Linked DNA regions of Hermetia illucens: region 2 is linked to region 1. The links are chromatin contacts, called in public Hi-C maps. All regions are on one chromosome and are shown on one strand. The core of a region is the stretch at or near the end of the contact, and the rest is flanking DNA. Distances in the headings are between cores, read along the strand shown. Region 1 holds the start of LOC119655785. Region 2 holds the start of LOC119656017 (putative ATP-dependent RNA helicase TDRD12).

Region 1 (5,130 bases), core at 534-3,033:
ATTTCTCCTGCAGCGACTTCCGCCTATTGTGCATCCGATCCATCACGACCCTTATCGCACTATGAGTTGGCGCGTTGCTTTGCCCGCTAATCACAGATTTATCGCAGTCGATTTCGTCCATATCTTTGGCTTTTCTGTTTACTTCAGTTTCGTTTGAAGTGCTACTGTCGTCCTTATCATGGCAAGTTGACTTTGGTTGAACAACTAAAGGAGCTTGAGTCGATTTTCCGTTTGTTCTCGGAATTGTTTCGGAATCTCCAAATTCGCTTCCACTTTCTTCTTGTAAAGTTGTGTACCCTTGCTTGCGATTCTCAGAAGGCGGCGGGGGGATACTCTCCTTGTATCGTTCCAAATGTTTTTTACGATAAACTCCGCCCTTCAGCATCACAGGATTATCGTCAACGAATCCGTCATCCTTCTCAATAGGCAATTTTTCGGTAGCAATTTTCCTGGTAAGCGCGACACTTACCGACGATTCACATACCGACGCAGTGTCGTCACCGACCGTCGAGTCCTCTCCCTGTCCTTGGCATATTTGGTTTCTTAACGCCCAGTCAGTTATCTTCCGTGTAACCTCTTCTTTATACAAACTCTCTCCGTCGTTTTGCATTTGATTTCTTATTAACATTTCCTTGGGCTCGAATCTGGCCACGTTCGAGAGTTTATTTACATTGAACTTCGACACGAAAGATGCTCCCTCGTTGTTTTGCCACCTGGAGATCTGGTTTGTGCCAATTTGCCGCATGACTCTCAAGAACTCTTCGGTGTGTACCGCATGATTGATTTCCAGCAAACTAGCGTCAGCTTTGATGATTTGGTTCGTGTGCGTGATGAACTCCAAGTTGCCGAAATACTGCCCTTCCTTGCTGATAATGTGCCGCACGAACCTTATGTGCGCGGCTTCGTAGATGAGGTTCTCGATCGTCCGGACAGCCAGCGGTGACCATTTGGAGGTTGGGTGAATTTCAGACTTGCATGTTTCAAAATTAAACTCCTGTGAATAAAAAAAGTAGTAAGATGAATTCCACCCTTCCGTAAATGTTCAATTCCACCAAATCCTACCTTCTCAGCAGGAATTATGTTGTTGATGCCTCCGAAAAATACGGAATCCTCGGGAGGCTCCCCGACGTCTTTAGGAAATCTTTTTATCCATCTGCCTTCAGTTTGGAATGGGATCCTGGCGGAAAATCAGTGCGAAATCAGGATGTCAACAATCTCATTGTAGGATTTATCCCTAAACTCACCCGTAATCGATAGCCCAAACCACATACTTGGTATTGGCAATAGTGAATTGTACAATTTCGTCACACTTCGCCCGGATCCACCGGTTAAACGAGAAATTGTAGACGGCGACTATCTAGAAACCAAAACATTGATTAGATTTTGCAATGAGGAACTTAGTCCTTCGCGCCTAATCCCAACATACTCAAGAAAAATTACAAGTTACACACACCCAGTAAAAGGACTGAGACTGAACAATACCTCGTTGATTTGCGCGCGATAGCAAGACGTCGGTAGTGGAGGCTTATTCGAGAGTAAAGCGGACAATCTGCCCTCCCACTTCGATAGTTCAGTGTTCCGGAAGAAACTGTCCTCGTACTTGTACCAGAACATGTGCGGGTTAATGTAGTGTGTGATTTTGATCAGATCTGGATCCTCACAGTCGACCATCGTGCGTTTTTGATGCTGTTAGTACGATGAAACCACAGAACAAAAACACTTGCCAGAACCTCAAGTGACATTTGCAAAACGCGAACGCCGACGCCAAAAGCCCACTTCTTCCAGTGCTTGTCAGACAATTTGTTTATTTACAAGCCACTTCCAGCGTTACCAGCCGTGAAATTTAAAAAATATCGTAAGAATCATGGCAACAAGTGGCGCGATTTACACGGTTGAATTGGAATTAGAATTAAATTGAATCCATCTCATTATGAAAACAAATATTGTATTAATAAAATATTGCAATTAGGACTTGTTTATACAATACACTAAGTGTAGTGAAAACTAAAACAGAGCATCACTGAAAAAAAAACATAACAATAATCGATGGTGCAACAATCTAATTTGAGCATAAACGTATTGAGCATTTCATTCTGAAATCGTAACAACATGATCAACATTACTTTCGTTCAAGACTATAATTCTTACCGAAGCGAAAATATCCGCAAAAAAATTGATACTAGAATGGAATCCCTGTAACTGGACGCTCCATTTATAAAAGTTTTGTTTTTCTTTTTCGATTCTTTCATAGCTAAAAATTCAAAATATTCCTCGAGATAAAAAAATTAGATAGATGACTACTGGTGGTTACTTGATGTTGTGTGCCACTTATATATACATGTATATAGCCCAAAACAAAAGAGTTCATGCACCACATACCGAGAAAGACAGTTTCTTTCCAATTGGTTCCGTCCGCCAACAAACGGATGACGAACTCAGGCTTCCCTCACATCCTTAATTTAGATCATGCCTAATGTTTTTAAACGGCATTTATGGCGTTTATCAAAACGTGAACAGGAGAGATTTTTAGGGATGCTAGAAGAGCGAGTTACGTCACCCATCATTCCTAACATACCTAGATTGCCATTGATCCAATATAGTGATCGTAAAATCTTTGAATGATGATTCTTTTCGTCGCTTACTATTAATTGATCCCAATAGTCTTTCAAATAGAGATTTCTTTACACACTTTGACTTAATTGATTTCTAATTGAGCGGATTGTTCAATATTTCCTTCTAAGTGATTTCAAGTGATAATAGACTTTTACGTAAACATTTGATTTGATTACCTTCTACCTTAAAGTTATAAAAACTCTTTAAACTCTAAGTTTAAAGTTAAGGTATAACTATCGTTACGTTCCACAGCTTTTATCCTTCCTTAAAATATTATGGTAAAAGAAAGGGTATTTGCTTCATTGAATTCAAAAAATATCCTTTCGGGATCTTCCGGAATTTGTATAACGATAATAACGATAACTGTCGCACATCTGAGGGAAATGCAAATATTAAAGAAAGCTTCCAAGCAGACGATTTCATTAGCCATGCAGCACTTGAAAAAGGGAGTATACTAAGAACAAATTCCTGTTGTGGTGTGTGAGAGAACGACCTCGCAATCTGGGAGTTATACATATCTCAAACCTATCTAAACCTCGTCTTCATCTTGAGTACGTCATCTGTGCAACTTTTATCTTATCTCTTATCTCAACTGGTGCTATACCCAAAGTGCAACGGCCACCCTCTTAACATCCCAAAACGTTGTTCGTCAAAGGATTGTATCTGAAGGTTTGGTTGTCACTAAGTAGTTAAACAGTCGTTTTTTGTGGATGATTGATCTTTATGCATTGTTATACCTCCCAAACAATTGTTTGTCTCGAGGTTTGCCTTCGACGCTTCCTCGGATGACATCAATTCAACAAAGCCGAATTATAGTGTCATTGAAAATTACCTACTCACATGACTTGAAGGAATTGAACCATCGGCCGTTTTGCACTCTCGGTGTTTTCATTAAGGATTTTCAGCGACAAACTCACCCTGTAAATTTCCGGAAGAATCGCCGCAACCATCGTCACAGTTAATGCCTTTTTCCCTATACTATCAAAATGTGACGGGCCTCAGAACCAAGCTGAAATTATCTCATCATCTGTATATCTGAAACTTGGCTCATTTCTTGTGTACACAATGGAGAGCTCTTCGATGGTTACTCTGTCATTCGTTGCGATCACGATTTGCAAATGTTAGGTAAGCTCACGGGGGTGGTGTTTTAATTGCCGTTAAACAACAACTTTCTATTACTCCCATCATATCCTTAAGTGCCCGTCCTTATGGGTCGCTCATTACCCTAATTTTTCCTCCGAAATCTGCTCCGTTTATATCATAGATGGTTATGGTACCTTGTTCGTGTCGAGCCTATCATATAGAGGAATTTCTCGATGTACTTTCGAATATCCTCCTGGTTTACCTTTCATCCTCTGCGCAATTTTCCTTCCATTGAATCTCCAGATTCCCTTAGTGTTCCATCCACTCTATTAATTTGGCCCCTTCGCACTTAGCTCCGATCTGTTCATGAATTCGTGTTCCGCCTCCCATTTCCATGTTAATCGCAATCACAATAACCACATTGTCGATTTTATATTGATCAACATTCCTGACAATCGGTCCATGTTATTTGCTAGTGATTCGCCTTACCTTAAAATTGATGCTCAGTATCCGCCTCTGGAAGTTGATTTCTATGCTTATCGATTCAACATACTACCGCCTCACAAGGCGCCCAAATTCAAATTTCACAAGGCTGATGCTCGAGCTCTGAATCATTTTCTTAAAGCAGTTGACTGTAATGGTGCGTTGAAAAAATCTATCATCCAACCAGGCTGTTTTAGTATTTCATGACTTTTTGGAAAATTTCTTACCTGTTTCGCTCCCCTCTCTGATCCTAGTTTTTGCAAATACCCTGCCTAGTTCACTGTACAGGTCTATAATACTCTTCGTGAGAAACACAAAGCTCGTCTAAGGTTGCAACATTTCGGTAATGCTGAAGACAGCGCAGTTTATAAGTCTACCTTCATCTGTGAAAATTCTGATCAAAAATGCACATCAATATTTAAATAGCATCGGAAGCACTCGAGCGACAGAAATTTCAAATCTTTTCACCCACTTCTATCGCTGTTAATATAAAATAGGATAATTATTCTTCTTATTCCTTTAAATCAGCTTATGAACTTCTTCGAAATCATTTCTCCTCCGTTTTTACTGCTAACCATTCATCTTACCTCTCTTCTGACACATTTGATTCGTCTTCGACTAGTATACCCTCCATTCCTTTTCTGAATCCCTCTATTGTCGAATCCCTTCTTGGAAACGTCAACGTTAGTGGCGGTTGCCATCCCGATGGTATTCCGAGTATAATCCTAAAAAATGTAAACAGAACATCTCCCTTTCCCTTACTAACATTTATAACAGAAGCTTGTCCAAAGGTATTTTTCCGGATATGTGGAAAGAAGCTATACATAGATGGATTTCCGACAGTATTCTCTCCTGCTTAGGATCTTACTTAGATCTTCTTCAATGGTTGCATCTCGTCTCCATTTTTTCTCTCATCGAGAGTACCCCAAGGGTCCATTTCTGTTTTCATTT
Region 2 (5,425 bases), core at 1,743-4,242, 170 kb after region 1:
ATCCACTGAAGCTTTCGAGAAGTGACTTTAGAAAGACATCACAATCCCTGAACGAAACGGCGCTGGAAAAGCTGAGTGAGCTGTCCGCGAATAACTGAAGCATGCTCCTCTAGAATGCCACGACGGCGTTTCTACCACAATAAGAAACAAACCTACTGGTGGAACTAGGAAATCTCACTACTGAGATCATCCTATCTACGAGGTTGTTCCAAAGGGAAGCCAGAACACACCGGCAGATGGAGAAAGAATTCCACCATCTTTGAAGTAGCCTTAAGAAACCCATACGAGGAAATAAGCGGAATTACTTGACGTGTCTGCGACTTTTGTTCAAAATAATTGCAGTTCTTTTCCCATAACACGAAGAAAGTGGACCCCCTACCAAAGATTTAACAGAAAATTTTCCAAATTCCCGGGGTAACCGAGAAAGAACTACAAGAGATCTGTGGGCGAATTGAGAATAAGAATTCGAAATTGAACGGGACACCAAACATAGCCCTGAAGTCGGCTGCTAAAATCACGTCACAGCGTTGTCAGTTGGTAATACTGCGCCGTGGCGATGCTAGATGTCAGAAATGCCTTTAATTTCACCAACCGGGGTTGGATTAAGGACACCTTGGATAAACTAGGTGTCCCTGTTTATTTAGACCGGTTACTATAGAGGCCTGTCGGAGACTCTTCTTTGATATGAAACGAATAACGGACCAAAATATGCTTTGACGGCAGGTATTCCCAAGGCCCCGTGTTGGGCCCTGCTATGGAACGCAATGTATGACAGAGTGGTTTATCTTCACGTGCCAAGGAAGGCAACGGTGGTTGGTTTTGCATGCGAACTGGCGATGGTGATAGCTGCGAAGCACCCAAAGGGAGCGTTTCGCTCAGTGCAGGATTTTGCATGCGACCTGGCGATGGTGATAGCTGCGAAGCACCCCAAAGAAGCGTTTCGCTCAGTGCACGATTTTGCACACCCTGGCATTCGAACAATGAACCGACTAGTCCCCAGCAAATATTTCTGGCCGTGCATACATGAAGGGCATGGATTCTGGTGATGGTCACTAGGCATGCTTGCAAGGAAGTAAGTGTAAATCGACAAGGCGCTTCCCCAATATACACCTAGTTATTATAGGCTCTTTGCGAGACTCGCACGGCTACGAATACTGCGTCACGATCATTGATCGGTTTACGCGATAGCCTGAGGCAATACCTCTGCAGGACGTAACAGCACAGTCATATGCTGAGACTCTCTGTTGAGAGTGGATTTCGCGCTTTGGTGTTCCCGTCATAATCATCATCGGACAAGGAATGCAATTTGAATCTACTATCTTCTCGAGGCTCGGAAAGCTCTTGGGATTCAAACGTCGTATAGCCGACTCTCCAATGACTCGGTCCTCGACAAGAGACGAAGTTCCCAGATTAAACCCACTATCGGCATCTCCTCACACGTAGCCGACGGTTCACATCCCTAGGGAACTCGAACCTTGTACTCACGTTCTGGTGAGGACTGATACCCTCCGAAAACCGGCCCCTGTTAATTCGATTGACAGTGGCCACTATCGGTGTTCTCCGTGGCGGAGCAGGCCATGATTATTTAATTTTTGAATTGTAAATATGAATATTGATAAGTTGAGAAATGTCAGTTTAAGAAAATAAAAAGAAGATTATGTCCCGTGTCTATGTGATGAGTGTATTTTTGCCTTCAGTGGATTTAAAGTAATTTGCAATTTAATTAAGCATTCCAAAGTGTCATGTAGTGGCTAACATGTCTGTAGTTAGTGAAAAGGAAGAGTTTTCACTAGACTAAAAATTTTCTGGTATTTTAACATCACCACTCAGTGAAGCAGTGTCTAGTTCTGTCCGGTATTCCGAATAAAGACGCTCAAAGTGATGTGTGGTTTTACCTAACAAGGTAGAACTACAAAGGCTCTGTAAGGCGGGGGAATGAGAAGGTTAGTACGTAGTAATATGTTAAAGGATTCAGGCTAGTTCTCACAGCGGGACACAGTCACCTGCACTTCCAAAAGAAAAAAAACGAGAATTTGGCCGCGTATAGGAAAAACGGAAATAGCTTTATTAACAAGGAAACCTACGCGACCCTGGTTCCAAGCAATATCATGCAGTGTTCCATAATCGACTATGACTTCAGCAGAAAACAAACAATTTTGACTGGCCCAGTGGATCCATCATTTCACGAAAGAGTTTAAGGCGATTTACTAAAAAATGCAATCTCACCTTTTGAGCTGGTACAACGTTCATAAGTCCAGCGAAGAACACCGACTGCCGAGGACCATCCTCAATGTCGCTGGGCCAGGGTTTTATTAACCGGCCTTCGACTTGGAACGGTACCCTATGGGAAAAAGCAGGTTTACTTCTAATGAGAATTCCAAATGCAAGAAGATGCACTCACCCGTAATCAATGGCCCATACACTGTACTTTTTCCCCGACTCGGCTACGAAGTCGCATTTAGCCCGGATCCATCGACCCAAAGAGAAAATGTAAGCGACGACAATCTGCAAAAACGGGAAATCGTCAAGGTTAAATCGTTAGTCCATCGCTATGGCGATGCCGAGAACTGTATTCCTTGTGCACACACACCTCGTCAACTTGGGGCTGGTACCCGCTCGCCGGCGAATTCGCGAACTTAAAACAGTGAGTTTGCAACTGATTTTCCCACGCACATAGTTCAGTATTCGCCAGGAAACTCGATTCGTACTTGAACCAAAACATATGCGGGTTGATGTAGTGGGTAATTCTGATGCAGTCCCGTTCCTCTTCGTTGCTAATCATGTTTACCGATTGGGGATATGTTTTTGAGGTTATCACAAACAAATGTAAAATAACTGTCTAGTCTTCAGATTTCAACGGAAACAATTGGATATTTTGGATATGTAGTTCATGCGGACTCAAAGTCACTAAAAACAAAATGACATCACTAGGTGGGAACTGAATTGCTAAAGGAAAACCACTAAATGAAAAACCGACCCGAAGACATGGCGCATTCGACTATGAGGAAAGATGCCGCAACAAAGCCAGACGTGCGGAATTGCCAAATACAATATTTTTTGTATTGAAAATATCGTATATTTACGGCGCGCCACTGATTGAGCATTTCAATTTCTAACGGTCATTTTTGTCGGACTGTACTGTTGACTGTTGCTGTGGGGTTTTATCCAGAATGCCGACAGCATAGTATATCTAATAGGGACCATACCCTGCCAAACAAATTGTGCAATCGCATTTTCCATTTACTTGGTAAAATTTTGTTTAAACCTTAGTTACAAGTTGCAAATGCACGAACAAAATGTCATTGTGCTATTGAACCTATTGTTATTGCGTCCGACACTTAGCTATATTAATTTCAAAAATCCTTTGAGGATAGACCCAAATTCTTTCGGAGATCTTTTGCAAATGGTACTACCACACATATATAAAGAGAACACACAATTAGGGGATGCAATATCTCCTAAGCAAAGGTTGTTTGTAAGTTTATGATATCTAATATCTGGACCTACACACGCACTTTAAAATTTGGAAAAGTTATTTCTCTCAAATACTAGGAAAAATTGTGGTAAAGGTTGGAAGGGCAAGGGCCGCGCCCTCCATAGTTCCCTTGTACATCGCGGAGATGATTACCCTACCAATAAGCTTATTTATGATACGAAAATAGCTTCTTTCCGCTATTGATTTTTAGCAAGAGTAGAAAGACGGGATCTTTTTCTTCCTTCTACATATCCAGTTTAGGATGATAATATCAAGTTATTGTAGCTCAGTGGTTAGAACACTGTAGTTCGGAAGGTGGCGGTTTAGATCTCACTGGAGGCGGGCGGATATGTGTCGTGGCTTCACGTCGGATACCAGTCGACTTAGCAGTGAATTAGTACCTGATTCAAATCAGGGTAATAATCACGGGCGAGCGCAATGCTGACTACATTGCCTCCTACGGTGTCCTGCAATCGTACAGTGCACGTTACGATCTTGAATGAAGTGGTCTAACGCAATTCAAAACGTTGATCTAACTTGATTCTGGTGCTAACGATTATTATTATAACAAGGAGAGGAGGGTGAATGCTGCGATTTTTCAATGAACTTTGAGAAAGAGTATGTCAAATTTAAATCCTAACGTTTTGACGTGAATGTAACCCAAAAGGGCTGTACACTTCTTTTCGATGACCCTACATCCCGAATTGATACATTTATCTCGATACGAAGACCGCGTCCTCACGTTAGAAAATTTCAAAATTGATCTGCAATCTGCGCTCACTGAGTCCTCCTAACATTTCCTTGACTTTTTTTGAGCCGCTACCATCGGCTCCGCCTTTCAGCACTCATTTCAGAATCCCTCTTCCTTCTTCCCTCGTGCATTCATTCCATGTGGCATGCCTATTGCAATTTCCGGATTTTGACTAGTTTTGATGGGTCACCAAATAATTCATACAATTCATGATTGTATCTAATTCGCCAGGCATCTCCTTCAATCCTTTACGGCTCCAAAAATATTTCGAAAGATTTTTCTCTCGAAGGTATCGATCTGCTTTTCCGACATTTGCGTCAAAGTCCCCGTCTCGCATCCATACAGCAGCATAGTCCAAATTAATATATTGTAGATGCGCAGTTTATTGCGTTTGTGTACTTTTCTCGATCTCATTTTGTGGAGGACCACATAAAATGCTTTATGAGCAGTAGCAATCCGCCTTTGGAATTAGTGTTTTTTATTTCTGTTCTTCGAGAGTAGCGCTCCTAGGTAGAAAATGGTCCACCTGTTCGAAATTATGCTCGATCACTGCAACGTTCTGCATACTAGCAACCGCCTTTCGAGTTTGGATAAATTCGTTTTGAATTCAGTGACCCTGAGCCCCACTTCACTCGCTGCTGACTTGAACTGCATGAACACTTCCTTCACAGGAAGCATCGATCGGGCGAAAATATACACATCGTGTGCGTAGGCCACTATTTGTGCTGATTTTACCAATAACGTATCTCTGGTATCAACTGAAACCACCTTCCTGTCGACGCATTCGAGCAAAGACGATGGGGCAATACCGTCCCTTGCTTAAGTCCTAACACTAAAAAAAATTGGTGTCAGTTCATTTTGGATTTTTACCAATGGACAGTTGGTGCACATCGATGTCATACTCCCAGCATTTATCGAGCACCTGCTTAACTGCGAATATCTGGTCCGTTGTTGATCATCCGGATCTAAAGTCACCTAGGTATCCCTGTCTGTATACTGTCTTAGTCATCGTTCCATTATATTTGTCAGCACCTTGTAGCACGTACACAGCAGCGAGGTTCCCCTATTGTTTTAGCAACGCACACGATCTGCTATTCTGTATACTGGACAAATTACACTTTTCCTCCAGTCGTCAGGTATTTGTTCGGTTGTTTAAATTCTGCTGATTAGTTTGTAGATTCGACTGGTGAACTCTGTTA

The links. A called contact is a pair of places that touch in the nucleus more often than the background predicts.
Region 2: a Hi-C map of whole body shows a contact between it and region 1, with 5 times the contacts expected there. The contact joins the promoter of LOC119656017 here to the promoter of LOC119655785 in region 1. A contact is called at or near these places in 2 of 2 Hi-C or Micro-C datasets (an unstated tissue and whole body).

What each region holds. Positions count from the first base shown.
Region 1 is chr4:102,823,926-102,829,055 of iHerIll2.2.curated.20191125, forward strand. It overlaps LOC119655785, which reads right to left and starts at 1,784. Exons shown (of 4, transcript XM_038061876.1): 1 at 1,483-1,784; 2 at 1,245-1,357; 3 at 1,063-1,177; 4 at 1-994. The coding sequence starts at 1,671.
Region 2 is chr4:102,996,910-103,002,334 of iHerIll2.2.curated.20191125, forward strand. It overlaps LOC119656017 (putative ATP-dependent RNA helicase TDRD12), which reads right to left and starts at 2,993. Exons shown (of 23, transcript XM_038062267.1): 1 at 2,591-2,993; 2 at 2,402-2,505; 3 at 2,227-2,341. The coding sequence starts at 2,782.